Regions from separate parts of the Mus musculus genome. Here region 2 is linked to region 1. A link is a contact called in public HiChIP or PLAC-seq data. All regions are on one chromosome and are shown on one strand. Each heading gives the region's core, a stretch centred on a gene start, on an enhancer-like site or on the middle of the called end of the contact. The rest is flanking DNA. Distances are from core to core; before and after follow the strand shown.

Region 1 (5,126 bases), core at 1,711-4,210:
AGGGCTCACTATGTAGCCCTTGCTGTCCTGGACTCACTCTGTAGACCAGGCTGGCCTCAAACTCACAGATATTCACCTGCCTCTGCCTCCCAAGTGCTGAAATTAAAGGTGGGTACCACTGGTGCCAGGCACAGAGTGATTCATGACTTGAGAGCCCCATGATGTCCTCTTAGGAAGGTCACCCAAAACACAGAATGGCTCACGGGGTGAAGAAAGATGAATTCTTTAGGCCTGTAGTCCCAGTCACTACAGTGCAAGAGAGACCCTGAGCATGGGCCATCGGAGCTCATGCTGCCTCCCAGAACTGACTCACAGCAGGTTCCAGTCGCCTCTGAGGAACCAGCACCTTGTGGCTGGTGTGCCCTCTTTTGCCCTCTTAACCCCAAAAGTCCCTGTGCATCTGTTATTATAAGACACATTTGCATAAAGCGAACATTACAATTCTCTTCCCACCAGCAAAGATGGGCCCTGATATTTGCATTCACGTGATCAGGTCAGCCCTTCCTCCGAGAAGAAAGAGAGCATCTCCTCTTACATCATGGCTCTCCCCGAGGCTTGCCTCGCTGCCCATCCCTTCTCTTTATTGTCCTTAAATGCTAAAACAGTTTATCCTTTTTTAAAAAAAATGAGTATTGAAAAATATATACCATTGCTGTTTTTATACACGAGTCTGTCCACTTACTTATGATTATTTATTCTATGACACCCTTTCCCACAGCCCTGGCGAGCTGGCTCTGAGTAGCTGTCACGTGACACAGTTGGGCCCCAGGTGTTGCTCTTTCTCCTCTCTGTCCCCTTGTCTAAGGCAGATGCTGCTCTCCTAACCTGGGATTTCGTATTAGCATCTCCTGTAAAAAATTCCACACAGCATCACTGAAGGCACGGCGGTCTCGCGCTTTCTAGGCTCCTGGAGATGTTGTTCCATTAGCTCTCCTGTTTTAATTAGTGATAATTATAGAGACTGCCTAGCTGCATTGACCTTCTCTGTCCTCTCTTGCTCCTGAAGGACTTGCAGTGCAGGAGATAAGATGTTTATAGCACACTTTAAAAAGAAAGAGCCCAACTGTAAAAACATCTGATGTAGGTGCAACCGTGTAAAATGTTCTATGCTTAATAAAAACTAGAAAGTAGCACGTTAAAATATGTGAAAAAAGGCATGTTTTAAAAAAGAAATATATTGTACTTTTAAAAGATTTTCATCTTATAATTGTAAGCTCTGATTTGAATTGGATTTTTGTTTCCTTTAACATTATGGTGATGAATTCAATTATAGCGGGAACTGAAAATAAATTGTCTTAAATCTTGTTTCACGTGAGCCAACCAGGTTTAACCCTAAGCTTCTAGGGAATTGCTTCCATCTATGGCAATAGGCAGAAACCACATTTGGGATAGAACTTGTCTGTGAGGGTTTGGTTTTGCTGTATTCTGTGTGTGTGTGTATCTGTGTGTGTGTGTGTGTGTGTGTGTGTGTGTGTGTGTGTGTGTGTGTCTGTGTGTGTATGGCTATGAACTCTTGGTGATTCACTTACCTGCCTCAGCCTCCTGAGTAATGGGATTTCCATCCTGAGCCACCACACCCAGCTGGGAAATTTAACTGATTTTTTGTGATGGCCTTAAGAACAGCAGAGGAGCCAGGACACAGGTGAGCAAGAGGAAGAGCTGGTGAACAGGAAGACTTGTGCTTGTGGCTCTCCTGGCCCCGCTGGGAGAAGCAGGGTAGGGCAAGCCAGAGCTGCCCTCTGAGAGGCTGGGTCCCAGCCCTCAGTTCCTTGTCCATCCCTGCTCTCCCAGTTATTGTTCTTTTGGCAGTTATAGTTCAGACAAGCAATGAGAGTAGATTGTCTTTATCCTAGCTTTCTTTGTTTCTTTCCTTTTTTGAGATAAGGTCTTACTTCTTAGCCTTTGCTAGACTGGAGTTTGCTATGTAGACCAGGATGGCCTAGAACTTATAGAGATCCACCTGCCTCTGCCTTCCCAGTACCGAGCCTGAGGTGTGTACCTACTAATCTGTTAGTTAAACAACTTACTTCAGTTTTAGCAACCACTGGTTTGATTTCAAATTTCCTTTAAGGTGATAGAAAAATAATAATTGATCAACTTATTTTTTCTGTATTATTTAAATAATGAATTTGTGTTATCATAAGACAGCTTATAACCAGCTTTTTTATGTGTGCGTGCATGCATGCAACGTGTGTACACATGTGCGTGCAGAGGGTGTCAGATTCAATGGAGCTGGAATTGTAGGCAGTTCTGAGCCACCCAACATGGGTGCTGGCATGACCAGTTTCTGTCCATAGCACAAGGTAAAAGCTTTTGTATTGGGCTCAGCCTGTTCTTCCAGAGGACCTACCTTTGATTTCCAGTATCCATATGGCACCTCATAACTGTCTCTAACTCTAGTTCCAGGGGATCCAATGCCCTTGGAAACCAGAAATCCATATGGTACATACATAGACATGCAGGCAAAACACCCATCATATACATAAAAAATAAAATGTGTTAAAATGAATAAATGTTTTTAAGATTTTGTATTATATGAAACTTTTGTCCAAAAAAAAAAGTTTTCTAGAGGTAGGCATGGTGGTGCACGACCCTAATCCAGTGCTGGGTGAGCAGAGGGGTGGGCATGGTGCACATCTGTAACACAGTGCTTGGGAAGTGGAGAGGAGGAAGAGCTCATGGCCAGCCTCCGTACATGATACCTATCAAAAAAAAAAGATTTCCCTTTCTACTGCCCAAAATGGTGTCACATGCCTGTGAGCTTGTACTCTGGAGGGTGGGAGGATCTTCACTCCTAGGCCAGCTTACACCCTCATAGTTTAACACTGGCCTGGGCTACATAGCAATAGCCTGTCTCCAACAAAACTTTCCTAATCACACATGAGATAACACATTTCCTAAGGCAGAGCTGCCAGGCCTCTGTCCCCTCCCACGAGCCGGCCGGCCTTTCCTTCCTCTCTCTGGGTGTGGGTGCTCCACACTCAGCCCCAGTGACGACCATCCGGCTTGGATGATGTAATTCTCCAAGTTTCTGATGATAGTTCTTTTTTTGTTGTTTTGTTTTGTTGGTTTTTTTGAGACAGGGTTTCTCTGTGTAGCCTTGGTTGTCCTGAAACTCACTCTGCAGACCAGGCTGGCCTCAAACTCAGAAATCCGCCTGCCTCTGCCTCCCAATTCTGGGATTAAAGGCATGCGCCACCACCGCCCGTCTCTGATGTTATTTCTGATTCTTGTTCTCTGGTATTAGCAATCCCACAAACCTCAATGGTATTGATAGATTCAGTGGTCACTATATCTCTTCCTTTGTGGATCATGAATAAAATTATTAAAAGATTTCTGTGACGGGCCTCTTTTATATGACATGATAAAATGTCTCCTCCGTTATTAGCCCAACTTCTGTTGATACTGTTTGAATATTTGCAGTCATAAATTGTTCCTACTTCAAATATCCCTTGCTGTTGATATTCAATTTACAATGTTTTACATAAAGTATTAAATTACCTTGCTCACAGTAATAATAATAATTAGTGAAACAATGCACCACCACCCCCTTTTTGAGATAAGTTTCTCTGTAGCTCCTGCTGTGCTGGAACTCTGTAGCCCAGGCTAGCCTCATCCCTGTGATCCTCTTGCCCTGTGTCCTCCAGCAGATTGTACAGTGTGTGCCAGCTCAACCATCCCATCCCGTTCTTAAGTTCACTTTTCTCGTCCATGTACCACATGTATGCATGGTACTCAGAGGGCAAAATAAGAAGACATTGGATCCTCTGGAACTGGAGTTACGGATAGTTGTTAGCCATCGGTGGGTGCCCTGGCTTTCCCATCCTACAATGCAACATTTCTCTTAAGGCTATGGCAGATATCATAGTTGGTTAGTGTCACTGTGTGGATTACTGTGCTCTGGAGGCTTAAGGTCTCACACATGATAGCTCCCGGGATGTACTTGGTGAGGGAATGGATGGATTACTCAAGATACACCGTCTGTCTGTATGTCCCTCCCTCTTCTAGTTCATAAGACCTGTTAGACTCGGTCCTCTTAATGTTCCTTCATGTGTGTACTCTGTGTGTACTCATGTGTGTACATCCGCGTGCGCGGATGTGTGCATGCGTATTGAGAAAGAGTCTTACTATGGAGCCCCAGATAGCCTGAAACTCAGCATGTAGGCCAGTATGACATCAAACTCAGAGAGCTTGCCTGCATCTGCCTCCTTAGTATTGGAATTAAAGGTATATGCCACTGTGCTTAGCTCCTAAATATAATATTTTTATATTAATTAAATAAAATACTTTTAGTAATTCTTTGAGAATTTCATAGTGCGTACAACTGTATTTTAATCATATTCAACACCCCTCAAGTCCCCCCAACTCTTCTCAGATCCACCTACTCCCCTAGCCCTCCCTCCCTCCCAGTTCCATCTCCTGGCTCTTTGGTTGTTTTGTTTTGCCTTGTTTTTCTTTAATAAGACATGGAGTCCAGTTTGCTTTGCCCATATACTTGTGGGTGTGGGCTATCCACTGGAACATCCTTGAGAGGCCACACCCTTAAAGAACACACACACACACACACACACACACGCAAGCCACACACTGTGGTGGTCCACAAGCCCTCCTCTCTGTGTGCTGAAATAGTTTGATCTTGGGCAGGCTACCACACACAGCTGCTGTGAGTTTGTGAGCGCATTGACCCTGTTGTGATCTGAAGTCAGTTTCACTTGGTTCTCGCTGACCTCTTGCTCTTACACTCTTTCAGCCTTCTCTTCTGTTATACACCCTCAGCCCTGGCCAAGGAGGGAGGTGCCCTTATGGAACACGAATGTTCCATTGTGGCCACGCACACTGTACACAACCTATTTTCTGCACTTGGACTACATGCGACCCTGCATTAACCACACTCTTGCACAAAGAAGCTCTGATAAGCTCTGGGAGCTACGCTGCTTACAGGGCCGTGTGACACTGCATAACAAAGTATTAACAGTAGGTTCACTCGTGGGCCTGCTCGCTCTCCAGCCATGGGTTCCTGAGCAGATTTACAGCATGCACTTCCTCCTGGAGAGAAGAACTTCAATCTAGTCGAGAGCACTGGGTTACACCATGGCATTCATGCCTCCCTTGCACCCATGGGCACA
Region 2 (5,126 bases), core at 991-3,490, 590 kb after region 1:
CATTTAAAAGTCATTCATAAATGTCTACTTTTCGTGTCCTACATAAGGTGAGCCCCTCATCAGAAGGAAGCATTCCTAGTCTACATGTCTAGCCACTAGCACAGGGGTCTCCGGACTGAGCATCTATTGCTTCTAACAACCCTGGGCACCTGATCGGTACCAGTTTCAAGGAGGTACCAACGTTTGTGCTTGAGGATGACTGGAAACATGGCTGAGGTCTGACAAACAGAATCAGAATCTTTTATGCCCAAGACTTAGTGTGGTCAAGAATTCCATCTGCCAGAGAGGGGGGGGGGTGTGTCTGCAAATCGGCGCAGCCACCAGCTGATAAGCTGCTTCAGTTTGCCTGCCCGTTCCTGGCCCAACTCTGACTCAAGAAAGCCCACTGAGACCTTTCATGTCCTTACCTCTGGTCCCTTCTAGAATGTGGTCACCCATGTACAAGAACAACTGTTAAAAAACAAACAAATGTGATTTTTGAAGTGCTTAGTTTGTTAATTTTTGAATGAAATCTTCCTTCAGCCTGAGGAAGGAACAATTGAAATGGTGTTATAAATGAAACGGTCAGCTAGGTTACTGTATAATGCCTTAGGATCATAGCGTATGCTTTCAGGGTTGGCATTTGTTCTGGTCAAATACTTTTTTCTTAATTAAATATATATATTACATATATATGTATATATCATATCCTTAATGTATGGCTTAAAAATAGGGAAGTTAAATATTTTTATTATTTATTTATTTTGCTACACTGGGAATTGAATCTGGGGCCCTGTCAATGTCTGGGCCTCTGAGCTATACTGTCCTTCAAAATATAGGTTTAAGCTACTTTAGTCTTCAATTATCAAAGTTTTAAAAAGTTTAAAAGTTCCTTCAGTAAAAGTCAGTCATATCTAGGACTCAGGAAGTTCCTCGACTTTCCCAGCAAGCATGAAGCACTGGGTCTTGTCCCCAGCACTGACACAAAGAGTGGACTTAGTGGCTGGTGACTGTTATCCCAGCACTTGGGAAGTACAGGTTGAAACCCAGGGGTTCTAGGTCATCCTTGGTTACACACAGAGTTTGAGGCAAGCCCTGGGTAAATGAGACCCTCTCAGTTATTCTGAAAGTGAGAAATATCTTAGAACCATGTGACAGCTAACTAAAGAACAGATGGGGGGAGCCAGGGATGGAGAAAGAAAAGAAATAGTTCACAACTGGAGAGAAAAATCTCAGAGAGCTAGGTTGTGGGAGAGAAATACACAAAAACCAAGAAAGATTTTTCATTCTTTTGATTGCTATTTGGTTTCAACATAGGATATCACTAAGTAGCCCTGGCTGGCCCAGTACTTGATATGAATTCTGTAGTTCAGCACAATTTCAATTAAAATTAAAATTCCGTTCCTTCACACTAAGCGTACAGCTGCATATCATCTCAGTACAGCTTCAGAGACGGGAAATTACATTCAAGGGAGGGTCCAGACATGGTTCTCACAGACCTCAGACAGACCTGGCTCCTTATTAGATATAAACTACCACTCACCTATCATGCATCTTGCCTTTTGATGCTCCTGCTAATGTAGGTATACAGATTGATGCAAAGAAAGGAAATGTTCACCACGTAAGTGGGCCTATCAAGTACTGATCTTTTTCATTTTAAATTTAATGTGTTTCTATTATATATAATCCACTTTCTGTCCTCAAGATAGATTCTTAATTGTTTAGCCATTTCTGGGGCGAGGGTGCTTGTTTGCTTTGTTTTAATGGCTTTTGTTTGTTTGGATTGGTTGGGTTTTGCTGTTCTGTTTTTTTTTTGAGGTGATGTTTCACTGTATTGCCAAGGTTGGCCTCGGGCTCAAGGGCTCCTTCTGCCTTAGCTTCTGCAGCATCTGGAACTACAGTTAGAGACCCTTTAGTGGTTCAGAGATGAACAGAGATGCTCTGTTTTTACATTTGAGCTATGACAGCAGTTTCTCCCAAGGCTGTTACAGACGGCAACAGGCACCGGTCAGTGGGAGGCAGTCCTGGAATAGAGAAGCTCGTGGAGTTGTTCCATGTGACAGCTCTTGATCTATAGTCCAATTCAAATGGTGCAACAGGTGGCACACTTGGCCTCTGGGTCTTCCCTCCATCATCTCTCCGCCAAGGATCCCTGGGTGGGGCTCTTGCTTGCTCGATAGCTCGGCTCTCTCTAACATTTGCCACTGCTTCTATTATCCCTTCCGTGTCTGCTAACCCTTCCTCTTGTGCTTTTCACCACTGTGTTCCCTTCACTTCCTCCTCCGTGTTATTACGAAAAAAGTCACGAGAGTCAAACAGCACCACAACCTATCATGTAAAATCAGTTGTACTATTCTGTAAAAAAGAGTGACAGAGCCTCTGGTTCATGTCTCTTTTCTTTAATTCCCATACTTAGTGATGTCCAAAATAGTGGTGTTCCTGATTATAAAAAGCTTTCATTTCGAAAGGGTTAAATGTCCACCCTTCTGAAGAGTTTCTTTTTTTTTTTTTTTTTTGGGAGACAGGGTTTCTGTCCTGGAACTCACTTTGTAGACCAGGCTGGCCTCGAACTCAGAAGTCCGCCTGCCTCTGCCTCCGGAGTGCTGGGATTAAAGGCGTGTGAAGAGTTTCTTTTAAAAGGCAGATTCCCTGTGCGGGATGCAAGGCAATGCAAGAGCACTTGTCTGGAAGCTCCGGATCCTGGTTCCATCCTTAGCACTTCCCCCAAAGGCACCTTAGGGCAGCTGGCAGAAGAATTGCTATGAAGCACTACAGTCATAATATGCCACTACGGGGCACGGAGGCATACCCCCGAAAGCATGGAGGCATCGGAGGCATACCCGCAAAGGCATCTTAGTCAGCACACATCTCACAGACGCTCATTTATGATAGAGTTTATTCCATAGCAAAGAAGGAGACAGATGGAACAGGAAACCACATTAAGTGAAGCAAGCCAGACATAGATAGACAAATATTTATATGCATCCTCTCAAATGTGGAATCCAGATTTGATGACATGAAAGTCATGGGGTCCATCTAGGAGTAAAGGTAGATTATGAGCAGTATAATGCTAAACCTATCATATATTAAGATGTTGAGACAAAGCCCATTATTTCAAACTCTGACTAAAAAATTAACGGCAAATCAAAAACAGATTTCCAGTTTCAGGAAAGAATTTTCTTCAGATCATTTGTTTAGTTGGTTGGCCCTCATTTTTTGCTACACAGCCCTAAACTTCTGGTCCTTCTGCCTTCATATCCGGAGTATTGGGATTACAGGTGTTTGCTATCTCACGTGACTTAGATCATTACTTTTTTACAGAGCCGGAGTGAAATCTCAGTTTTTAAAGCCATCAACACTTTTGTTTGAGACAGGATCTCACCCTTTAGCTCAGGCTGGCTTGGAACTCACTAAATAGTTGGCCTCAAATTTTTGGCAGTCCTCCTACCTTAGCCTAGGAAGTGCTGGGATTACAGGCATGGGCAACCATACCTGATTAAGCCACTAACACCTGATCAATTGAAAGAAGACGTTTTGAATTATGAAATAATTTTCTCATTAATTTCGTGAATAACAATTGACCATCCATCCACTTTATGCCATAAGTTTCTCTTTACCTTATAAAGGTGAGCAACAGTCCAAAGAGATTAGTTTTCCTAAACACACTCAGACTTTCTAAATGTTGGCTCCATACTTTTCCCAGGTCGTGCACTGTAGTCCTTTGTTAGAGACGAGTCTTTGCTGTATGGCCTGATGCATGTCAGCTAAGCCACTGGGCTGGCTGCACTGCATGCTTCCCACCTGTGTGCCTTGCTTGTCCCTAGACCTGGCTGTGCAGCAATGGCTGGGATGGAGTAGCTGGCAGGCCAGCCCACTCTTGGGATGGAGTTCTTCTACAACTGTAAAGTGTAAAGTGTGTTCCGGGTATGGCGGCTGGCTCACCCCACTTTGCCCTTGTGTGTGTGTCTTACCCCAACCATAATGAAACACAGAAACTGAACCCCTTGCCTTTTAATTTTAATTAGGTTTGAGCAGTGGGAGGCACATACAGGGGTGCAAAGGGAGGGACTAGGATGGGGTAACGGATTCTCCTCTCCCCTAGTTAGGCCTCGAGTTGAGGATCTGGCCTTGACCATGGCTTCCTCCTCCTCTTGCCCTCTCAGGCCCACTAGAGAAAGGGTTGGACTAGGGCCAGCCAAATGCTCACTAGTCCTGGCCAGAGGTCAACAAGGGTATGTGGAGCTGAAGTAGATATAACCTTGAGAATTTCCTTTAAGGAAAAATGCAGCAGGTGTGGTCATCTAGTGTAGTATGCCTTCTAGGCGGAAGCAGGGGAATTGTGAGTTCCAGCAGTCTCGAAATATCAACACAAACAATAAAGAGAAAGGACAAGAGGATTGAAGGTAGGAAGGGAGGAGGGAGGGAAGAGGGAGAAAAGAAAAAGAGATGCAGAATTCTGGATTGCAGACTAACACACACAACTGGAAGAGGCAGGGGAAGAACATTGTTGAGAGCCCGTGGTTCCCAACCTCACCCACTTTGTCATGACCTTTCACGGCTTTCTTCAATTACACAAGTCAGCATGCTCCCAGGGCTGGGACCTCAATTCTGTGTCGCTTGCTAGAAGTAGCAGATAACCCAAAACATCTCCTTTCAACTAAGCAGTTTCCCAGATATTTCCTTTTTCTCACAAAGATAACTGTCAGGCTGAATAAATTTGCTTTGCAATTGAGACGTGCAATCATAATTTGGTGATTTTTCCCCCCTTGTGCACAGTGTGTGACTAAAGGAGATAGGGATTTGGCAGATAGTATAGCGGAAGTATTTCTTACCCTGTGCATGTCCTGACTACATAATTAAATGACTAGCCAGTGAAGTTCTAATTAAAGTTTAGCCAGACTGGGAAACAGAACTATGCTCATACAAAGTAGTGGGCTCAGTCCTTTTTATTTGGCTCAGAACTGAAAGGTGTGTTCTTTATATACTTTTAAAAGGAATGGTCTGGACACAACTCATTCCAAAGATCAAGAGTAATTACAATTCAATAAAGACCCATGGAGTCTCAGAATCGAAGGGTTAAGGGAGCAAGGGCTAGTTCCGGAGCCAGCAATTCATTTCTAAATGACATGAGGGAGATTAGGAATATG

What was found. HiChIP or PLAC-seq counts read pairs in DNA pulled down with a chosen protein or histone mark.
Region 2: a contact with region 1 is called in an H3K4me3 HiChIP or PLAC-seq map of bone marrow-derived macrophages, with 4 times the contacts expected there. The contact joins two enhancer-like sites. A contact is called at or near these places in 3 of 115 datasets of contacts at active chromatin or transcription factors (bone marrow-derived macrophages, pancreatic cancer cells and stem cell-derived neural progenitor cells).

Annotation. Positions count from the first base shown.
Region 1 is chr10:43,421,816-43,426,941 of GRCm38.p6, forward strand. The region is part of intron 7 of Pdss2 (prenyl (solanesyl) diphosphate synthase, subunit 2); the gene reads left to right. Among named protein-coding and RNA genes, the nearest start is that of Bend3, 55 kb to the right of the region's middle. Within about 2 kb of position 2,961, at least 31 of the 459 cell types and tissues checked have an H3K27ac peak or open chromatin away from gene starts, as enhancers often do. A contact at or near this core is called in bone marrow-derived macrophages, where this site is marked.
Region 2 is chr10:44,009,386-44,014,511 of GRCm38.p6, forward strand. The region is part of intron 2 of Crybg1 (crystallin beta-gamma domain containing 1); the gene reads right to left. Among named protein-coding and RNA genes, the nearest start is that of Gm40636, 44 kb to the left of the region's middle. Within about 2 kb of position 2,241, at least 12 of the 459 cell types and tissues checked have an H3K27ac peak or open chromatin away from gene starts, as enhancers often do. A contact at or near this core is called in bone marrow-derived macrophages, where this site is marked.